Regions from separate parts of the Mus musculus genome. Here regions 2 and 3 are each linked to region 1. Evidence: chromatin contacts called from public promoter capture Hi-C data. All regions are on one chromosome and are shown on one strand. The core of a region is the stretch at or near the end of the contact, and the rest is flanking DNA. Distances in the headings are between cores, read along the strand shown. Region 1 holds the start of Sik2 (salt inducible kinase 2). Region 2 holds the start of Zw10 (zw10 kinetochore protein). Region 3 holds the start of Rdx (radixin).

Region 1 (3,532 bases), core at 390-2,889:
ACTTTAATCATTACAAAAATGCTGGGGTCAAATTCAGCTATGCAAAAGTTTGGTAATGTCAATATACTTATCATTATAGCAATCTAGATTCATAACACTGGTAAATTTGTGAAAGGAAAAATTTTGACCTTGGTACTGATGCCCTAAAGAAGAAAGATTTAAGTGGTGTGTCAGGGATTTGTGAGGCAAAACAAAAAGTGAAGACATGTTAGACATGTCCTCCTTCTTTATGGAAATGGACATGAAGCAAAACTTTTAAGTACAACTGCTAAGAAAACAGTAAGGCTTTTAAATGCCCTTTACCTTACATAAGCGTAAGTCATCCTGGGCAGGGGGTGGGGGTGGAGGTCCTATAGTCAAAGATTAGAACGTTCTTAAGAACATAGTAGGAAAAAAACCCGAAAAGGATGAAAACTGGGGAGAGAAACTGAAAATCGGTGAAACTCAAGTGGCAATCACAAGGCAGAATAGAGTACGTCAAAACCACTAGGTTGTAGACTAAGAAATGGTTTTGTTTCGATCGTTTTTTTTCCAAGGTATTTAATTTGCACGTCTTAAAATAGAGACCCCGAGGAGAGCAGCTTGAGGCAATGGAAGGAAGAGGGTGGGCTAGGTAAGAACGCAGACTTGGGGAGAAAATATGTACAGTGCACGGAGGGAGGATGCTGGAGAGTCAATGTCAGGACGCTGTCGAGAGCTGAGTACAGTCCATCTGATGTGGCTTAAGGAATGCGTGCTCGCAGCCAGCATGCACACCTGGTAAAGGGACAACCCCAGAGAACGGTGCAGAGCTGAGATGACCATTTTTAACCAGCTCTATTGTCTGGTGTATTTGCTATACCTCCTGCAAGTGATCAAGCCAGCCAAAGAACCGTTTCAGAGACCCTGCGGGCCCAGAGAAGATGGACAGCGGCCCGTCCGCACCAGTCCGGTCCGCGTCACCCCCTCCTCGCCGGGCAGAAGAGGAGGGCTTGGTCCGGGCCGCGCTCCGCGTCCGCCGAGCCTGGGAGCTGCTGGTCCCCTTTCTCCGGCCGGCGACGTTGGTCCCCGCGCGGCCCCGGAGCACAGAGACTTCCCCTCCCACCCCACCCCCAGCCGAAAGCCGGGAAGACGCGGAACTTGTGCTCAGGAGCCGAGGCCACAGACCAGGTTCCCGGGTGGGAGAGTCGGGACGGAAGCCTGTGTGGCTTCCCGGGGACACCCCACACACACTCGACCTGCACCCCGCGGTCCCCGCAGTGCCAGGCCCGCCGTCCCCCGCCCGGGGCGCAACCGCGCCACGCTCCCGCCGAACCCCGGGGCCGCACCTCCGTCTTGGTGATCCGGTGCCGCCCCAGCTTCACCACGGCAAAGTTGCCCTTGCCCAGCGTGCCCTCGATGTCGTAGAACCCCACCCGGACTGGCCCGCGCTGCAAGTGCCTCGGGCCATCCGCCATGACCATGCTTGGCCCCCGCTGCAGGACACGGCGACGGGAACGCGAACGAACTGGCCGGCAAGAAGCGGCACGGAGCGGGCAGGAGGGCGTCGGGCGGCGCGCCTGGGCTCTGGGCGACGGCCGCGGCTCTCGCTCCGGCGCTGCTTCCCTCCCGCCCCACAGGGCCCAGCCAGGCGCGCGCCGGCGCTGACGTGAGCCGACGTCAGGGGGCCGGGGCAGGGGGCGGGGGCGGGCCTCCACCGGTCACCATGGCTACCGCAGCCGCGCCGACGTCGGGGGCGGGAGGGAGGGGCGGTGCGCGGGTCGGGCGGGCACGAGGCTTCCGGCCGCGGCGAGGCCTGAGAAGGCTGAGGAGGGCGTCGCGGCCGGGGGCGGGGTCGCCGTCCGCCCCGCCCCGCTCCTCCTGCCTTCCAGCAGAAGCGCAAGAGCGAGCCCTGGTGGGCCGTGCGGAGGATGCACTGGGCCAGTCTCCTGGAGGGTCGCCTGGCGGGCGCTCTCCGCCGGGGCAGCCCTTCCCGCCAAAACCTCTTCTTCAGCGGACTGCAGCGCTAAATTTGGAGCCCGAGGAGCACCGTGGCTGAGCAATGCATTGCTCACAGCCTCTTTTCTTTGTGTTCATTTTAGCTCCCTTGTCAGTACTAAATAAGTCTCTCCACTTTTTGACGTCTAAATTCCTACTCACAGCAGTCGGTCACTTGCAGAAAAAAAAAAAAAATGTCAGCGCTAAAGAGACCCCAGAGATGATTAAGCCCGGAATTTGGAATTGCTAATGGGCTTCGGAGTCTGGAACCTCTGAAATGTAGGTTGAGCATGTTAGTTGAGCATGTCTCTGTGGAGAGGTGACCCGGTATTATCCTAAAACGCTTTGGGAACTTGTAAACGGTTAAAAAGTATCTAATCCGATTTGTTTCCAGATGACGCAGCAGGCTGCCAGAATGAAGGGAGTTGCCAACGTCACACAGGTAATGCTAGAGTTCTAATTATAACCCATCACACCAGTCTTCCATATGGTGACCTAAGTAAACACAACATTTTAATATCTTGAAATATATTATGTGTGTCCAGACCTTGGTTCCTGGGTACCCATTGTCCATTAAAAGAAACGCAACTCGTTTGGGAGTAATGACAGCGGGGGCAAGTATAAGATGCTCTTGAAAGATCTAATATGAGTAAACCAGGGGATTCCTTGTATACAACAGGAAGAATATGTCAGAAGCCAGCTTGAAGGGGCCCACCAGTGCCAAATCTGAGCCAATCTAAGTATCAAAAACCAACAATTTTGGAAATACACTATAACACACATTACTTTTTATTTTGTGTAAGAAGTCAGAGGACAGGATGTGGGAGTTGGTTCTCACCTTCCACTCTGTGAGTCCTAGGGGTGGTTGCTGTAGGTAACTTTAGCCAATGAGCCATCTCTTAGGCCCTAGTGTTTTATTGTTTTGGGACTGTTGTTTTTTTTTTTGTTTTTGAAACATCATCTCACTATGTAGCCCTAGATAGCCTGTAACTTGCCATGTAGACTAGGCAGTCTCTTGAGTGCTGAGATTAAAGGCAGGTGTCACCATTCCCAGCCTACATTAAAATCTTAGAAGGAGCTCATACTTCATTTTGTCACTTTACTTTTTTTTTTAGACAGGTTCTCAGAAATATTGTATATGTGATAAGCCCCCTTAAATGTCTATGCCCTCCCCATCTCATTCAGGAAACTCAAACTCAGAACGGTACCCATGCTAGGCAAGTATTGTATCACTGAGCTATGTTCCCAGTCAGGATAAATGAGAAGAGGATGCATGTAAAAATTATGAAATCACCATTTTGTGGCTGTTATAGTAATAACTGGCTCAGACAAGAATTAACAATAGTTGTTAAAGTCATTGGGTAAAGTTTGGTTGGGGAATAGGGTATTTAAACAGTCTCAAAATATCTTTGGAATAAAAAAATCATTGGGAAGGATTAACAAAAGATAACAAATTATAGTGAAGAAATCTGACAGTCAATTTCCTGATAGAATGATCCTAGTTAGCAATTGGAATAAAATAACACACAGGGCCCTCTGATCTGAAGTACCCAGGACATATCTCTGAAGTGATATT
Region 2 (3,532 bases), core at 549-3,048, 2.0 Mb before region 1:
GCCTGTCTTTGCCTCCTCAGTGCTGAAAGCTTGAATCCAAAGTTGTGTGTGACCATGTATGGCCTGCACCTCTATTTTATTTTCTTAGAAAAAAAGGATCATACTATACTGTGTGAATATCTCCAAGTATGCAATACATACCAATAATGAGACGATTTTATTATTTTTAGTAATTCTTTTATATGTATGTGTCTCAGTGTATATATGTGCATCATATATGTACAGGAACCCTCAGAGGTCGAATGAAGACATTGGATTCCCTCGAATTGAAATTACAGGTGTTTTTGAGCTGCCTCACATAGGACTGGAACCCGGGTCCTCCACAAGGCTAGTTCTCTTAACTACTAAGTGATCTCTCAGTTGAAGAATGTTAAAGGTCAAGCTCTCAGTGCAAGAATTTTCCCTGCCATCAACGATAAAAAAGGACAAAGGGTAAATTAGCAAGAGAAAAGATGACATTTGTATAATAAACATCTTGTTTATTGGTTTTATTGCCTGCTCCAGGAAGGATGCTGGAGACAGATAACATCTGTTCTAAATCCCTACTGATTGAATTACCTGTATCTGCACCCTTGTCTCTGTTAATTTTATACTTTATGGTATTGCTGCACTAATGGCATTCCATTTGGCTATGTAAAACACTTGCTTGCTCTGCTGGTCAAGTAACAAAAAGTGTATAAAGGGGACAAGGATGCTCTTACAGCACGCATCCCTCTCCTACAAAGAGTGTCACGTTGGTAATAATGCCCAGTGGCTGTCTTTCAGGTCAGCCTGTTTTGCAAAGTGAACGAGTGATCTCATCTTCGCGGAACACTCTTTTGACCTTCAACAATGAAATAGTTCTAAAAAGCTATGGCTAGCTGGACATAGTGGAATAAGTGTATAATTCCTGTATACAGGAGGCTGAGGCAGGAAGATAGCTATGAATTTGATGCCTTCCAGGGCTACAGAAACCACGTCTCAAAACAGAGCCAAAAAAATCACTGAAAACTTTAAAATTAAACAACGATAAAAAGCCTTTGGTGAAATTTATTTGTAATCTCTGATAGGAAGTGATAAGAATCTTGTTCTAGGGGATTGCCCGGTGGCTAGAAGCACTCGTTGCCCTTACTCAGGACCAGGACTCAATTCCCAGCATCCACATGGTGGCTCATGTCATCTGTAAGTCCAGTTTCAGGGACTGGACTTACTTGCCTGCTTCTGACTTCCATGGACACAGCCAAAACATTCATACGTATCTTAGAAAGAAGGTTTTATAAAAGAATGTCTGTAGCACTTACAGGACCGTTACACTAAGTATAAATTTGTACCATATCCATGTATCAATATACTTAATATGAGGCACTATTAACAAACACTATTAGAAAGGTGCAATTGTGGGGATCCTTTCACTTATGTCACTCTCTCGCACAATTCCAGAGGGCAAAATTCGGGTAGACTTAGCTGCTGAGCCCAATGAATGAATAACAAAAAAGATCGAGATGATTCTGTAAGTATCGAGCTAGATAATCTCACAGGAAAACCTGAGATTACTGAGTATAGGGAGGGCCATAAAGGATTATTACCTGAAACATTCCGCAGTTTCTAGCGAAACCAACCCAACCCTACCCAAAATACAAGAAGAAAAAAACCGGCGGGAACAGACTGGCGTTTGAAAACCTGTAGGGAGCAGATGACGCCTGCGCACTTTGGTGCCTTCTAGACGCCACTGAAACAGCGGACGCCTGACGGCGCGAGGCCTCCTGGGAACTGTAGTGTGACCCTCTCCTGTGCGCGAGCGCCGGACCCCGTAGAACTCAGTTTCCCGGCAGGCCCTGCGGTGAGGCCGCTGGCGGGACCGGAGCTGCGGCGCTGGCAGCGGGGTTGACCTATCCTGTTTGTGTGGGTACGCTTCGTGGCGATGGCCTCTTTCGTGACAGAAGTCTTGGCCCACTCGGGGAGCCTGGAGAAGGAGGATCTGGGCACCAGGATCAGCCGCCTGACCCGGCGGGTGGAGGAGATCAAGGTGAGGGCGGGCCACAGGCTGCTGCCGCTGGGGAGAGCCGGGTGCGGAGCCTCCTGAGTTGGAGGCTCAGAAGTGTTGGGGGGCTGTTTGGAGCACGGCCGCAGAGCGGTTGGAGACCAGGGCCTGGGATTGTGAGGAGGAAAGGCCGTGGCTGTTTAGTGGTGGGGAGTGGGGCCAAGTTGGGCAAAAGTGAGCCGCTGATGGAGAAGACTGAAGAAACCTGCGGAGCCGGAGGTGGGACTGGAAGCCCGGATGTCCACTTAGGACAGGACAGCCGCCCTATCTGTCATCTCTACCCACTCCTTCATTTATGGATGGATGTAATAATTCTAGGAAAGTCGCGTCGTTCTCCTCGGATTTTCTTTTAACTGGTTGAATATGTTTATAAAAGTATTACTTCACGCACGGAACTTGAGGCATGCTGAGGGCTGATGAGCTGGTACCGGCATGAATATGCAACTCACAGCCATAGTTTTACTTCGTATTAGTGCTACCTGGCAAGCCAGGTCTTCAGTGGCTTTCTTTGAAAATGACGTGTACCTCACTAAGTCTGGACTTGGTAGGCGCTACCTAACAACTTTCTTCTTCTTCTTTTTTTCTTTCTTTCTTTTCTTTTCTTTTTTTTTTCCTAGACAGGGTTTCTCCGTGTAATAGCCCTCGTTGTCCTGGATTCAAGCTTTGTAGAACTGGCTGGTGTCGAACTCACAGAAATTCGCCTGCCTCTGCCTCCCGAGTGCTGAAATGGAAGGTCTCCACCATCCCACCCGCTCCTAACAATTTTTGATGTTAGAGTTCTTAATTTTATGTATTCATGCCACTGGCATTTCTGTAGTGTGGCTTACGGTTTTTTGTTTTTTAATGATCTAGGATGAGGACATTGCACTAGTATTTGTTTCATACATAAGTTTGAATCTTCAGTCAACTGAGAACTACTTTCTGTGCCTCAAGCAGGCATAGTCCTTGCACCTCCAGCTTTTTACCACTTTAAATGTATTTCTACACACACACACACACACACACATACACACACACACACCTCTTCCATCTCAGTTGTAGCCTCCTGCATAAAACAAATGCCTGACTTTTCTCCTGAGTCTTCTCTTTTGTACTGGGATGCTTTGTAACTGCTGAAGTATTACACTTCAGCCCCGTTTTTTGGCCAGTTTGGAGAATAGTATCTTTCCTACATAAAAGGAATTAGTTTATGGGCAAGCATAATTTACATCGTGCAGCGTGTTCAAGAAGATATTAAGTTGCTTTGAATTAAGGGAGATAACAAGACTCAATCCTTTATAAAAATTTATTTTATTCATGTGTGTATGTCTGTGGGCGCATGTGTGTGGTAGTGTGGGTGTGGAGGTCAGAGGACAGCTTGTGGGAGTCAGTTCTTTGGTTTTACAGTGTGGGTCCCGGGAGTTGAACTTCGGTCATCAAGCTTGGTGGCAAGCACCTTTACCATTGGAGGCATCTCCCTAGCCCTCTTATCATTTGAGAAGTTTTAAAATGAAAATTTTGTAACCCAGAAGA
Region 3 (3,532 bases), core at 627-3,126, 1.0 Mb after region 1:
CTATTGAATAATATCAGGTATCTTTCAAGAACAAGACTGTTTTAGGAAGTACGTATGGTTCTTTCCTCCCCTGAAGCTGAACTGTTTGGGATTAGGCTTTGGGTAGTGGAAGAGCATTTAGGTGCTCAGCAAGGAAATTCAGTTCTCAGCACCAGGAGGCACACATACCAACACCACAGCATTGAAGGCTTTGGGATATTTTGATTGAATATTCAATACTTCATTTAAAAGTGCTAATATCTGATGTGAAGATCAAAATAAAGCAACGGTATGTGTGTTTCCTCTTTGATTTTGTATCTAATAGGTATTACTGTGATGGAGTTTTTAGTCTATTCCAGAGTATTTTCTTCAGATGTGTTCTGAGCTGTGGACCCTCTGAACGACTGACTCTCCCACCAAACTGCTTTTTAAATATTTGTCTCTGTTTCCATTTTCCCATCCACAATGTTTGAGAGTACCCTTTTTATCTTAGCAGCTTGAATACTATCTTTTACTTAAATATTTACGAATATGATGGCAACTGAAATGCTACAACTTGGGTTGCATCTGCTACTGCAGGACATAGGATAAGATCAGAGCTCTTAGATTCAGACTTTTGAGTCAAACATGCCTTTGGGGTTGGCCATGGCTCTGCCATTTCCTAGCCAGGTTATACTGACAACTAACTTTTTTGAAGCTCCCCTTTATTCATTAGCTTCTTTTAATGCCAATAATAGCTTTTACCTTGAGCCCAGGGTTGTTGTAATCATTAAACAAGGCAGTCATGTGAAAGCACTTCACTGTTCTGAACATAAGACCACGAATGAATGCTTCGTTTTCAGTTGCAAAGTGTACCACCGACTTCCGACTTTAGTTTGATTAGTGTACTACTTGGGACTCCCATGACATTTTTACTGTCCCTATCTTTGTTGCACCCGTGGGGAGAGGGTCCACAAGTATTCAGTTGGTGGTCTCAGAGAACCACCTAAACCTGTTTTGGCTACAAAGCACACAGCTGGTTCCCATCCTTGAGGAATTTGCAATCTAAAGACTTCTGAGATTAACCTGGAGTCTCTGGGGGCTTTTTAATTGTTTAGTGAGGTCTCTTGAGGGTGAAGGTGGTAGCTCACTGAGGAGGAAGCTCAGAGAAAGGATCTGCAGAGTCCCTGGAAGAGCTACTGTCTCAGGAAAGGCAAGTCTAAGGCTTCCCTAAAGATGGCGTATTTGTCCTGTAAGAATTACGTACATTCGCGTTATATTTGTATTGACAGTTCGTTTACGAAAGAGGTATTGAGTAAACGGAACGCGGTAGGCAGGTAAGGATTGAACCATTGCTGTGTGTACAAGTGGCACCAAGTGTTACTCTAAATCCCAGCAGAAAGTACTGAGGGCAGGCAGCACCGAGGTAACCCCACCAGAACGCAGCCTCGGTCTCTCTCTCTAGCGAGTGGATACAGTGAGACTATGGTCAGACTGGTAACTTTTTCCAAGTCTAGAATAATTTAGGTTTGGCTGCTCTTTGGGCCCTACTTCCAACTTTTTTTTTCCTTTCTCAGCCTACTCCTTCTAACCGCCAAGGAAGGAGTATCCCTGCTAACAACAAGAACAAAAAACCTGATCGCATTATAGGGTCATACCCACTGGCGTTTTGAGGGAAGTTAAAAACACTGCAAAATTTAAAACCAACCAGCCTTTCTAGCTGGTTAAAAACCTGCACACATTAATGTTCTTTTTGTTGTAAACACTGGGCCCACTTCCCTCTCCTAGCCCGGGATCCTGCAGCCTAGCACCGAACTGCACCCTGGAGCGGCTGCCGAGGGGATCCCCCCTCCTCCCGGGAACAGCTCCACCTCGGGGGCGCTGGAAACGCCCTCCGTGAGTTCCCTGGCACCAGCGGGAGTTTCAAGTTTCCACTCGCGGGGCGGGGGCAGGCGGCGGGCGCGCGGCGAGCTTCGGGCCGCGCGGCTCCGCTTCGTTCACTGCGGGCTTCGGACTCGGGCTGGCCCGCGGCGTCCTCGTCCCGCGGGGAAAGCTTCGCGAAGGCCCCGCAGCGCGTATTCTCCCCCCAACCCCCGGCTGAGGCCCACTCGATTCCGCCCGGGGCGGCCGGGAGACACGCTCGCGGGGTTGGCGCTCGAGCCCCGGCCTCGCCCCGCCACTGGCGGCCCGCGGGAGGAGGGGGCGCAGGGCGGCCCCGCCTTCCCCCCCGAGGAGGCGCCGGGCGGCCATATTGCCGAGCTGTCTGCGGCGGCTGCGGCGCGTCTTCTCTCAGGCGGCTCAGGGCTCGCACCGCCGACTCTCCGCTCGTTCGCCGCCAGCCACGACGCCCCCGCCGAGCCGCGCCTCAGCCAGCCGGCGGCGGGCAGGGAAGGAGCCACTCATTTTCGGGGTAAGCCCTGCTCGGCGCGCTCCCCCGTCCCAGGCCCCGGGGGCCGCTCTCCCCGCCGAGGCGCTGAGGTGGCGGCCAGAAGTTGCCGGGCTGTGGCGCCGCGGCCCGGGGCCTGGCGCGCCTCACAGACGGACTCGCGCCTGGCCGCCCTAGAGGCGCCGTGGTCGTTAACGGCTGAGCCACGCCACTTACCCGGAGTCTCCCGCCGCGCCGTCCGCCGTCGGCCTGGCCGCCCCGTGCGTCGGGCGGTGCGGGTTCCCGCCGCCGTGGACTGGGCCCGGGGCTCGGGTCGGCGCGCCCTCGGGGGCCGCATGGAGCGTAGGTCGCACGCTCTCTCGCAACCCGGGGACGGGGACCGCGAGGCTAGAACTTCTCCCCCGGCCTCCCGTTTGAAAGTCGGGGTGTTGGATTACTAGAGAGCGTGCGGACGCGCGAGCCGCGGAAAGGCCGTCGCGTTGCCGGGTCCCGCCGCGCAAGCCCGCGAGGCCAGGCCCGGGCTCCCGGCCGCCCTTACCTGGGGCTGCAGTCACGGCCCGCGCCCTCCGGGCCCCCCGGCTTGCCCGCACCGCGGAGTCGCCTGGCGCACAGTGAGCAGACCCCACCAGGAAACTCAGCTTTTCTGCCTTTCGGGGCTCCCAAACTCCCATCGCCCAGCCAAGTTTGAAAGGGAGTAGTGCGTTATTTCAGTTGAATAGTCCGTTCCTACACAGATGTTTCTGTAAACGTTGCCAGGATTCTGGGTGGTTTTGTTTTTTTTTCCTCCCTCCCCAGAAGAGTGGTTATTCATTGGAAATGTGTTTTAAGAGGTCAAGTTTATAATTTTTTTTTTTAAAGTACAGTTGAGATTTTGTAAAAAGAGGTGTGAGGGAGATGCCCGGTTGGCTGTGCGGAGGCACCAAGATTTGCATGATGTAAATGTAAAAGCCGAAGATAACAAGGGTTTATGTGATAAAAGAATACTTGGACACTGCAATCTATTGTTGACCGAGCATCTTTTTTTTTTTAATAGAATACTTATAAGACTGTGACGAAGCACAGAATAAACAATTGCCTTGTTCATTTTGCTGCATAAATAATGGCTTAATCTGCTTGCCAAAACTGCCCCATCAGATCTGAAAAGAGAGCCTAATGTTTAGGATTGCGGGCTTTTTTTTAATCTTTAGA

The links. Promoter capture Hi-C pulls out the DNA fragments that hold promoters and counts their contacts.
Region 2: a promoter capture Hi-C map of erythroid cells shows a contact between it and region 1, with 11 times the contacts expected there. The contact joins the promoter of Zw10 here to the promoter of Sik2 in region 1. A contact is called at or near these places in 3 of 39 promoter capture datasets (erythroid cells, liver and pre-B cells) and 1 of 484 Hi-C or Micro-C datasets (CD4 T cells).
Region 3: a contact with region 1 is called in a promoter capture Hi-C map of liver, with 3 times the contacts expected there. The contact joins the promoter of Rdx here to the promoter of Sik2 in region 1. A contact is called at or near these places in 10 of 39 promoter capture datasets (the 3T3-L1 cell line, the HPC-7 cell line, cranial neural crest and 6 more) and 2 of 484 Hi-C or Micro-C datasets (both in embryonic stem cells).

Annotation. Positions count from the first base shown.
Region 1 is chr9:51,007,434-51,010,965 of GRCm38.p6, forward strand. Sik2 (salt inducible kinase 2) reads right to left here and starts at 1,640. Exons shown (of 16, transcript NM_178710.3): 1 at 1,308-1,640. The coding sequence starts at 1,442.
Region 2 is chr9:49,053,783-49,057,314 of GRCm38.p6, forward strand. It overlaps Zw10 (zw10 kinetochore protein), which reads left to right and starts at 1,799. Exons shown (of 16, transcript NM_012039.2): 1 at 1,799-2,005. The coding sequence starts at 1,901.
Region 3 is chr9:52,046,065-52,049,596 of GRCm38.p6, forward strand. It overlaps Rdx (radixin), which reads left to right and starts at 1,877. Exons shown (of 14, transcript NM_009041.3): 1 at 1,877-2,368. It also overlaps the pseudogene Gm6981.